2 separate regions of the Canis lupus genome follow, and region 2 is linked to region 1. The links are chromatin contacts, called in public Hi-C maps. All regions are on one chromosome and are shown on one strand. Each heading gives the region's core, a stretch centred on a gene start, on an enhancer-like site or on the middle of the called end of the contact. The rest is flanking DNA. Distances are from core to core; before and after follow the strand shown. Region 1 holds the start of TBC1D22A (TBC1 domain family member 22A). Region 2 holds the start of TRMU (mitochondrial tRNA-specific 2-thiouridylase 1).

The links. A called contact is a pair of places that touch in the nucleus more often than the background predicts.
Region 2: a contact with region 1 is called in a Hi-C map of blood, with 2.5 times the contacts expected there. The contact joins the promoter of TRMU here to the promoter of TBC1D22A in region 1. A contact is called at or near these places in 2 of 9 Hi-C or Micro-C datasets (both in blood).

Annotation. Positions count from the first base shown.
Region 1 is chr10:20,476,781-20,481,998 of UU_Cfam_GSD_1.0, forward strand. It overlaps TBC1D22A (TBC1 domain family member 22A), which reads right to left and starts at 3,063. Exons shown (of 12, transcript XM_038550205.1): 1 at 2,831-3,063. The coding sequence starts at 2,892.
Region 2 is chr10:20,805,434-20,810,651 of UU_Cfam_GSD_1.0, forward strand. TRMU (mitochondrial tRNA-specific 2-thiouridylase 1) reads right to left here and starts at 2,852. Exons shown (of 11, transcript XM_038550206.1): 1 at 2,715-2,852; 2 at 891-1,056. The coding sequence starts at 2,796.

The sequences.
Region 1 (5,218 bases), core at 1,813-4,312:
TTGGGCAGTGCCTTACTGTGCTTCTCCACAGGGCATTTCAGGCGAAACAAGCAAGGCCTTCACCACAGCCGACCTCAGACAGCACATTGCTTTGTGACGCTAAAACACTAGCGAGATGCAGCACTGTAGGGACCAAGAATTGTGCCTGGCCAACAGAAAGTTTGGGAGATACCAATCAATGATGGCAAATACTCTCCCTGAGTACCAGCTATAACTGTCTTACTGATGGGCAATGACAGAATGATTATCAAAATTGTGAAAGACTGTGCTATATAAATAACCCCTTAGGGTAGCCCGGGGGTCTCAGCGGTTTAGAGCTGCCTTCAGCCCAGGGCGTGATCCTGGAGATCCAGGATCAAGTCCCACGTCTGGCTCCCTGCATGGAGCCTGCTTCTCCCTCTGCCTGTGTCTCTGCCTCTCTCTCTCTGTCTCTCATGAATAAATAAAGTTTAAAAAATAATAATAACCTCTTAACAGTTCAGTAGTCTGTGGTTAAATCCATCCTTCCTCCTCTGCATTTCCCTAAGCTAATGTCCACGCTCAAGGAGTCAGACAATCCTGGGAACCACTGAAAGGGCTGGCAGAGATGCAGGAATCCGGCCACGACCTCTGACAGCATAGTGCTCGCGCAGGTAAGGACTAAGCACGTGGCAGGTGATCACATATGACAGTGAGCTACTCACTGGCAAAAGGGCATACCTCCGCCAACTCCTGGTGCCCGAAACAGAAGCATCGCCAGAGCAAGGCCGTGGCAGGCGAGGGGCACAGGGGGCTGGGCAGGCCTTTCTAATGGGCCTGCCCTCACCTCTGTGCCCCGCCCTCTGCAATGACAGCCTCCGGCAGTTCTCCAAGACTCCACTCCAACTCCATAACTCCGACAAGGGAGCTGCTCTCAAAAATGCCTAAGACACGCGCAGCGTTGAAATCAGAGGGCCACAAAGGTCTGTCTTTGGTGACACAGAACCTCACAGAGGAAAGCTGAGGACCACAGTAGCGTCCCAGGGCTGTCGTAACACAAGAGAAATTGATCCTCTCGCAGCTCTTCAGGCTCGGAAGTCCAAAATCACAGTGTTGGCAGGGCCTTCACAGGATCCCTCCTTCCTCTTCTAGCTTCTACTGATTGCCTGGAATCCTTGGCATTCCTGGGCTTGCACACACATGGCCACAACCTCTGTCTCCGTCTTCACCTACCATCTTCTCTGTGCCTGTGTCCAAATCTCCCTGTCCTTCTAAAGATACCAATCACTGGACTAAGGCTCATTCTATGAGCCTAGGTATGACTTTCCAGTATAACCTCATTCTAACTTGATTACATATGCAAAGATGCTATTTCCCAATAAGGTCACATCCACAGGTTACAAAATGAATCAGGTGCGGGGGTGGAAGGGGAGTGGGGGGGGGGGGGACGCTACTGAACCCAATACAAGGACAAATTACCAACAGATACAGTCCTCAGTCCAAATGTTTATTCGCCATCGTAATTACATACCGCAGCTCCACTATTCTTACAGCTCAGCTGGTGCTTAAGAGTTGGGGTTTATTTAGACTGAGCAAGAACCAGGACCTAAAAGCAACACACAAAAGCTCCACTGCCATGTGGTTAGTTTTCCCTGGAGTCTACGTTCTGGGGCATCTGCATCTGCAACCACTGGGACCCCCTATTCCCTACCATTCTGGAATCCTCACATCACCTTGGACCCTGACTTTGGTTGCGATGAAAGCTCTCTTATTCTTCAGTCACACACGATGCTGTGGAGTAAAACGGGACCTCTGGCTGCCTCTGGTGATCCTGTCCCAAGTCACCATGTCTGAGCGGTGAGGAACCACTCTGAAAATTAAACCTTTCTGGCCGAACACAGTGAATTCCAAAGTTTGCCATTCTTTCACTCAACTGACGGTGTTAATTATGCAGCACTTACAAATAAGCTGTGCTTGGATATGATTCCACGTGGAGTGGTTTTAATACCACAATTCCTAATTATCAGCATGTCAGACATCAGCTTCCAAACAGAATAGTCCGCGTTGTAAAATCTTGAAATCTGGGACACCTGGGTGGCTCAGGCTGTGACCCCGGGGTCCCAGGACCGAGTCCCGCGTCGGGCTCCCTGCATAGAGCCTGCTTCTCCCTCTGCCTGTGTCTCTGCCTCTGTGTGTGTGTCTCTCATGAATAAATAAATAAAATCTTTAAAAAAAGAAAGAAAGAAATCCTGACACTGGTTTCTCTCTAATCTGCTTCCACCAGCAGCTGATCTCCTAGGCACGGTCCACTACTGTCTTCACATTCCCGAGGCCCCGGCCAGGGCACAGGGACACGCCAACCAGGACCCCGGAGCTGTCGTTGCAAGCACTTCATTTCTTGTTTAATTTGTTTTTTTCTTAGTTTGCCTCCCGCTGCTGCCTGGAGGAAGGAGCTGGTTTTGAGGCCAGAAAAGTGGGATACGAAGAGATTCACAGGGAGTCAGGAATCGGCTTGAACAAATTCTCAATAAAGGCAAAAGTAGCCCTAGGTGGGCAGGACAGAGCAGGAGGCCAATTGACTGCCCCTCCCCCTCCTCCCCTCCCTCCCCTCCCCCTTCTCCCTCCTTCCCTCTCCCTCCCCTCCCCTCCCCCCTCCCCTCCCCCCCCATGCTCCCTGCGGCCACGGTCACCTCGCAGACCCAGCGCTTGACACCCCCCCAGGTCCCCCCACGCCCCTCAGGTCGCCAGCGGCGCCCCCACAGCGCAGGTCGCCCTGCCCCAGGCCCCCAACTCCACCCCACTGCCCGGCGGGCCTACGCGCCCATTTGACCTCCGACCCCTGACCCCGACCCGGCCTCCCCGTCACACCCACCTGCCCGGGACTTTGCTGTTGCTGCGCTTCCAGAACTGCTTTCTGGCCCCGTCGCTGGCCATGGCCCCTCCTCATCCCTCAGACCCGCGGTCCCGACACCCCGAGAGCGAACGGTCGGCCTCGGCGGCCCCTTCCTGTACCCCGGCGGGGGCCCGTCCGCCGTCCCGGGACGCCGGAGCCTGGAGCCGAGAGGCTCTTCCGCCTCCCTGCGGAAGTTGTGCTGCCGCGCCCGGAAGTCCCGCCTGCGCCCAGGCGCTCGCCTGACGCACGGCGCGGGCGCTGACGGCATTAAGGCGCGACGACGGCGAGGAGGAAGTGAGGTGGCTGCGGCCTGCGGGGCGGGGACCCGTGTCAGGGCGGCTCACCGGGCCCCGAGGCCGGCTCTGTGCTCTGCTGCCGGGCCCGGCGGCGGGCGGGGGGACCCCGCGGGGGGGCGGGGGCGGCGGGGAGGACGGAATTAGCCTGTGCGGGGGACGTGGTGAAATAACGGGGTGTGTCGGGCTCAGAAAAATACGCCGCTGAACTTATCTTCACGTTTCTTCTTTTTTGTTTCCTTTTTTTTTTTTTTTTCTTTTTTCCAGTTTAACGTAGCGCCCGGAACATGCGAGTTACGTGGGTGGCTTGCCCTCGGTGTCGGCCGCAGAGCCGGGGCCGGGACGTCGGGGCTGGCACCTCTGCGGGCGACAGGCCTGCGGTGCGCTGTGACCTTGGGAGCCCGAGACACGCCTGGGCCAGTTCTCACCTGCCGCCCACCTGCCGCTCGAGGGGCTGCGTGTGCAGCCGCGCCCAGCACGGGCCGCCCCTCCCGGACCTGAGCTCGCGCCCTTTCCACAGCTGCTTGTGCTCCCCCTGAGCCTTGGCCTGTTTGGGTTGTATCTGACCCCGCACGCGGCTTGGGAGACGCTGCTGGCTCAGCCCTAGGTCTTCCGCCTCTGTAAATGTTTGTTGGAGGGAAGCCAACGGGGACTCTCCAGGGATCCCCTCGTGTCACCATAGAAACCCCAGGAATCTTCTCCGTGGATCCTCGGTGACCCGCAGGTGACACGGCCTCAGGAGGGTTTCAGGGCTCCTTTGCTGCACAGCCTGATGAACTGTCCCGGATCCTGTCCTTACATGAGCTCAGGGAACCTTCAGAGATGTGCTGATAAAGTTTCGGTGGATCCTTGGGGACTCCTTCCCTACACAGCCTCAGGCAGCCTCCTGGGATTGTCTCCTAGGGGAGCCCAGGGAGGCCCTAGGGGTCTCTTCCCCAGGTATAGCCCCGAGGCCTCAGACTGGTGCCTCACAGCATCCGGGATCCCCGGCAGACATCACCGGGGATCTTAGGGGTTCTCGGCAGCTCTTCAGGCTCATTGCAAGAATCAGTGAGATGGGGATCCCTGGGTGGCGCAGCGGTTTGGCGCCTGCCTTTGGCCCAGGGCGCGATCCTGGAGACCCGGGATCGAATCCCACGTCGGGCTCCTGGTGCATGGAGCCTGCTTCTCCCTCTGCCTGTGTCTCTGCCTCTCTCTCTCTCTCTCTCTCCGACTATCATAAATAAATAAAATAAAATTAAATTTAAAAAAAAAAAGAATCAGATGACAGCAGGATGAAGATGGAAGCACAGTTGACGGAGCGAAAATGGACAGTAGTACTGATTGGCTAGATGCGATTATAGCAGCTTAGATCAGTTGTCCCTAGAGCTTGAGGATGCTTCCCTGCCTCATCTCCTAGGGGAAGGAGCAAGATGACACCAAGATTGACGAAGGCTTCAGGACCCGCTGAGCGAAGGGTTGGTAGTGCCAATGACAGAAACAGGAGAGCAAGGGGTCAGCCTGCTGGTAGCCTATGTTTATGATGGGTTTAGGATGAATTGGGTTGAGGTCACAGCTTTAAGGCCTCACCCATGCATGAGGTTAGAGGACAGATTAGCCTCCAGATGAGGGAATGGGAGGACCAGCCAGGGCAAAGTCACAGGAATAATAGGGCAGCATCATGAGCAACATGATCAAAACACAAGGCCAAGATAATCTCCAGAAATGGGTTTTGGCCAAAGGGTGTGGTAGAGATACGGTGTGGAAGAAAGAGCATCTGGTAAAAGTCCAAGTGTATAAAATACGGTAGCTATAGAGTCTAGAAATGGGATCTCTGCAGGCATCAAACAGGACATGAATGAACAGAATGAATGAGTGGGGCCTTTTGCATTCATTTGTGCAACAAATAATTGTTTTAAAGATTGAGATAGGGATCCCTGGGTGGCGCAGTGGTTTGGCGCCTGCCTTTGGCCCAGGGCGCGATCCTGGAGACGCGGGATCGAATCCCACGTCAGGCTCCCGGTGCATGGAGCCTGCTTCTCCCTCTGCCTGTGTCTCTCCCTCTCTCTCTCTCTCTCTGTGACTATCATAAATA
Region 2 (5,218 bases), core at 1,602-4,101, 330 kb after region 1:
GTCAAGGGTGAGGTTTAAATTCACCTGGATTTCTTGCTATCACCTTAAACCTTGCAGTACTCAAAGGAACCCCCAAAGCAGCTTTCCCTGCCCACCCAGATTTGATGGTGAAGCTCTCCCTGACTATCTCTCTCCTGCCTCCTACACTCACTCTCGTCAGTCACCAGCCCCACAGCACCGCTTCCAAGTGAGACCCGAGAGCCTCCATCAGAATGAACGGAAACCCTCTCTACTTCACTGTTATTCTCAAGAGCAGATCAAACCTCACCTCTTCCATGAAGCCTTCCGTCAGGAAGTCTGCTCCATATGACACATTTCTCCCTCCTCCGAACCTGCAGCATTTTTATGAAGTCACTGGTACTTCCCACACACCGCTCCCCAGTTACCTCTTTTGAAGGAAACGTGCTCCTCCCCGCCAGGCTGCAAACCCCTACAGAATAGAGCCATAGCTTATCCATCTTTATGTCCCCAAATGCACTGTGCCCAGTACAGAGCAAGCACTTAGAGGTCACCTTTAGTATTATGTCAGATTTTTAAAGTCTTTGTGTTTTGTGTTTTCCTGAGGCGTGCTTCCTTTCTCCAGAAGCCCCTACCTGCTGACCTGCACAGGCATTACTGCTGTGTGGTCAGGGAAGACCTAGCCTTAGCTCTCCCACCCTAAGTTAGCAGCAGAAACAATGCAAGGCTGCTCATAAACCATTAAAGAGACTTCAAGCAGGTGGCATAATAAATAAGAGGCCGGGTACTCTGGATCCTCCCATACACGGTCTCTGGCACCACGGCCAACAGCCTGGGCTGCATGTCACTTGCCTGGCCGCCATGGCAGTCCCTCCCTTGGAAAAGCGGCACAGGCCACCAGGAAGCCTTCTGCGCCTCTGAACGGGACCCACCTGAACACGTCATTCCAGTACTCCTTCACATAGGACACCTGATGGAACGGGATGTCTAGAATCTGGCAGACCCTGTAGGCATCTTCACAGTCTCTGTCAGCAGTGCAAACTCCGTGTTCATCCAGCGAGTCCCAGTTCTTCATGAATACCCCTGTCACTTGGTAGCCTGGGGGAGACAGCAGGCACCAATCAGAGTCCATAATCAGCCCAGGATGAAAAGGCAGGAGTTCCTGAGCTCCCAGGAGCTCCCAGACACACCCCACTCGGCACCACCACCCGTGGGTTCTCCCGGCAGTGCCTGCATTGCTATGCGGCCTTTGGAGTGACTCCCATCTCCGTGCCAGCCGCCGGACTTGGGGGCCGGCCGATGGGCCCAGAGGCTCCCTCCCTAAGCTCCCACAACGCTCTGTAAACACCTCCGTCATCATGGTGCGCTGCCGGACGGCAACTGTTTGCCCGCGTCCCCCAGGTGAGCTAGAAGGCGTGTTTTCATCTTTGTGTCCCTGCCCCGTGTCTGCACAACGCCTAGCACACAGGAGAGGCTCCGCAAAGGAGTGCTGACAGAAGACCAGGAAGTCAACACTTTTCAAAGCAAACAAAAACCACCATTCAGTTATGGGAAAAGTAAACGAATTTCAAAAGTTGTTGCCAGTCATCATCTACAACATAGACTTTTAAGTCATCACACAAGAAGACAATTAAAATCTGGACTATTTTATTACAAAAGCAATACTATGTATCTCTTGATCTATTTTTTTCCTCTTTTTTAAAAAAAGAGTTTGCTTATTTGAGAGAGAGCGAGTACACGCACAAGCGAGGGGAAAGAGAGAAGCGGACTCCCCCTGCTGAGGAGGGAGCCCGATGTGGGGCTCAGTCCCAGGACCCCGGGAACATGGCCTATGCTGAAGCCAGATCCCTGATAGATTGAGCCATACAGGCACCTTTTCCCTCTTCTAACAAAGTAGCCAACCAACTACCAGCAGGACCAGCTCTTAACTTTGCATCATCTTAGAGGACTACTCAGGTGCCTACCCTGCAGGAGAAATGTTTCTTTTTTTTTTTTTTTAAGATTTTATCTATTTATTTATTCATGATAGACAGAGAGAGAGAGAGAGAGAGGCAGAGACACAGGCAGAGGGAGAAGCAGGCTCCATGCATCGGGAGCCCGACGTGGGACTCGATCCCGGGTCTCCAGGATCGCGCCCTGGGCCAAAGGCAGGCACCAAACCGCTGCGCCACCCAGGGATCCCCAGGAGAAATGTTGTTTAATGTTTCTTCACGTGTAGCCTCAATGCAACAAAAGCCAAGATATTTGACTAAGAGGTTTTAAGTCAGTACTCCAAAGCCCAGAGATTCAGGAGTTAAACCCTCTGTCCCAGTGCCCTGCACGGAACGGGAGCTAAACCAGTGCTTGTAGGAGAGAGAACCCCACATGTGGCTTTAAAAATCCACTCTTCTGGGCAGCCCCGACGGCGCAGCGGTGTGGCGCCGCCCTCAGCCCAGCGTGATCCTGGGGACCCGGGATCGAGCCCTGCCTCGGGCTCCCTGCGTGGAGCCTGCTTCTCCCTCTGCCTGTGTCCCTGCCTGTGTCCCTGCCTCTCCCTCTCTCTGTCTCTCATGAATGCATAAAGCCTGGGATCCCTGGGTGGCTCAGTGGTTTCGCGCTGCCTTCAGCCCTGTGTGCAGGGCGCCGGGGCTCGGGGGAAGGCAGCGCGCGGACATTCCGGGCGCGTCTCGCCGCGGGGCCCGGCAGGACCAGGACCGCCCCCCCGCACTGCCCGGGGAGCCGGGCGCGGCCGCAGGCCCCGAGGAGGGGCCGCTCACCTCTCCGCCTCAGCAGCAGCGCGGCCACTGCGCTGTCCACCCCCCCGGACAGGGCGCACACGACGTGCCGCGCCGCCTGCATCCGCTCGCCGCTGACCTCCCGCAACCTCAGCTGCCGCTTCCGCGCCGCACCGGAAGTCCCGCCCCCGCCGCCGCGGCGACGCCGACGCAGACGCTGCCCGGCCGGAAACGTGCGTTCGCGCACGGCCCTCCCCTCCTCCCGGGCTTCCGCTCCCGAGGCCCCGCCCACGCGTCCTGCGCGCGCACCCCTGCTCGGGCTCGCTGCTGCGGCTGCGCGCGCCCGCGGCCGGGGGCGGGGCCGGCATCCGCTTCCGGGGCTCCCGGCAGACGCGCTGGCCGCGGGCGAGGGCGCGGAGGTCGTCTGGGGGTGTGGCGGGGAGCTGGGTTCTAGGAAGGGGGACCTTTAGGCGGGACAGCGAAGTGACCGCATCTAAGTTTAGGAAGGTTTTTCATGGCTGCCCTGTGCAGAGGACGAGCTGGGAGCCTGGTGTGCAGCCCTTGGGGGACGGGTGCATTTGCAGGTAGACTGTGCAGCCGTTGTCCTCGTCCTGCGGAATATTCCCGGGGGGAAGTGGCCTTCCAGGTCAGCTCCAGCGGGTCAGGTGCCTTGGGCCGTCATCCACCTGCAGATGCATCTGAATGAGCGCGCATTTGGGGGAGGGGGAGACAGCAGAACCCGGACCTATTCACTGGGGAGGAGAGGGGATTGTAGGAGGCCCAGATGGAAAACCTGGACGGAGCGGGGCCGGTTCGAGGCCGGGGACGGGACGGCGGGGGGGCTGGCGGAATGAAGGGGTGGTCAGAGCCCAGCGCTAAGGCACCGCTCAGATCCGGAGGGCCCCAGCGCCCAAGGGACTGAGATCTGGGTGCACACCAGGGGCTTTGGTCCGCACAAGCAAAATCAGGCATCCTTGAAATCAGCAGCTCTCAACTTTCTTCTTTTCAGAGCCAGTGTCACATTTTTTACAGGGTGGCCCGCAGGATGCACCAACCTACACATAGAAAGCATTAAAAGAAGCCTTCTGTGATCAGTTTTTATCTTTGCCATGTGCCATGGACTCTATTATAATTTCCCATTTGGTTCTTTTTTTGGGGTTCTATTTCATTTTTAAGAACTGCTAGTGCAGTCCACTAAATTGATTTCATGTAGAGTCTGAACCATGGCTTGAAAGTGTGAAGGAGGAGATGCCACAGCAAATGCGAATACATGGGAATCAGGCCAGTAACACACACACACACACACACACACAAAGCTTCAGGTTAAAATTGTGCTAGTTTCTTAACAGTTTCTTAGACTGACAGTGGATCAGATGTTTAAACATGGATAATTATTAAGGCAAGCTGTTTTCCTGAGGACAGGGATACTTTAAGGGTCTGGAGAGAAATGAGGAAGGCCCCAAGTCTCCGTTTCTAGAAGAGAAGCAGGACCTGCCTGCTGAGAGTCATGGCCATTGGTGCAAGAGCAGACACAGGGTGAGCTCCCTGACAGAAGGGAGGGTCACAGGGCCCCATCAGGAAACAGAAGAATGACTGCTTTTTCTGAAGAATAAGAATTATCCAACAAAACCTCCAATGAGAGTATCTATTTCATCTCACACTTCCGAGAAGAGAGGAGTAGATGCAGTATCTGGCCGCCTGGCCTTTGGCAAATTTTGGGGTGAACGTGTGGTTGAGTCTGTGGCAGTGGCCAAGCTAAGGCCATTGGACATTCTGGTTCAGTCTAGAGGACTGAGTGTGGGATGGTTTAAGCAATGGGAAGACCAATGATGTCCCAAGTGCCATCTGCCAACAAGGATGTGAGGTATGTAGATTTCAGAGATATGCACCAGGAAATTAATGAAACACTGGAGGGTGGCCCTCTAGTGGCAGCCAAGGCATCTCACACTACTGTGCCGAGAGCACCTGTCTCCAGGGCCACACACTGCACTCTTCAGTGGTGAGTGGTGCACTTGGGGCCCAGAAGCCGAAAGAGGAAGAGAGCTTGGGGAACATTTTGCCAGAATAAGCAGCTTCAGCAAGTCAGGAGGACGAAGCCAGAAAGGAAAAAGGATGATGCACATAGGGTGGGAAATGCTGCCTTATCCAACACGTGCTCTTGGGGTGGGGGGGCGGGGGGAGTATCTCCCACTTGTTTGAGAATTAAAATCTTACTACTTCTGTCCTGCCTGGGCACAGCAAGGAGCAGCTTGAATTGCAAGAAGAGTTTGACCGCTCCAGGGGCAGCCTGAGGGAGGGGTTAGGCCTTGGAGGAGGAGAGCCAGGGAGCAGGCCCAGCTCATCCCCAGTTTGGATGAGATGTGGCCAGCGCCCCACTGGATGGTCATATATTAGCTAAGGTTTGATGTCCCTCCCTCACCAAACTGTCAAGCCCCCAGAAGGCAGGGGGGGTGCGGGAGCTTTACTCCCCACTGCATCCCTGGGAGAATGCAGCCTGCCTACCGTCATTTCCGTCAACATGTGGGCTGCCTGGTGGGCTCAGTAAG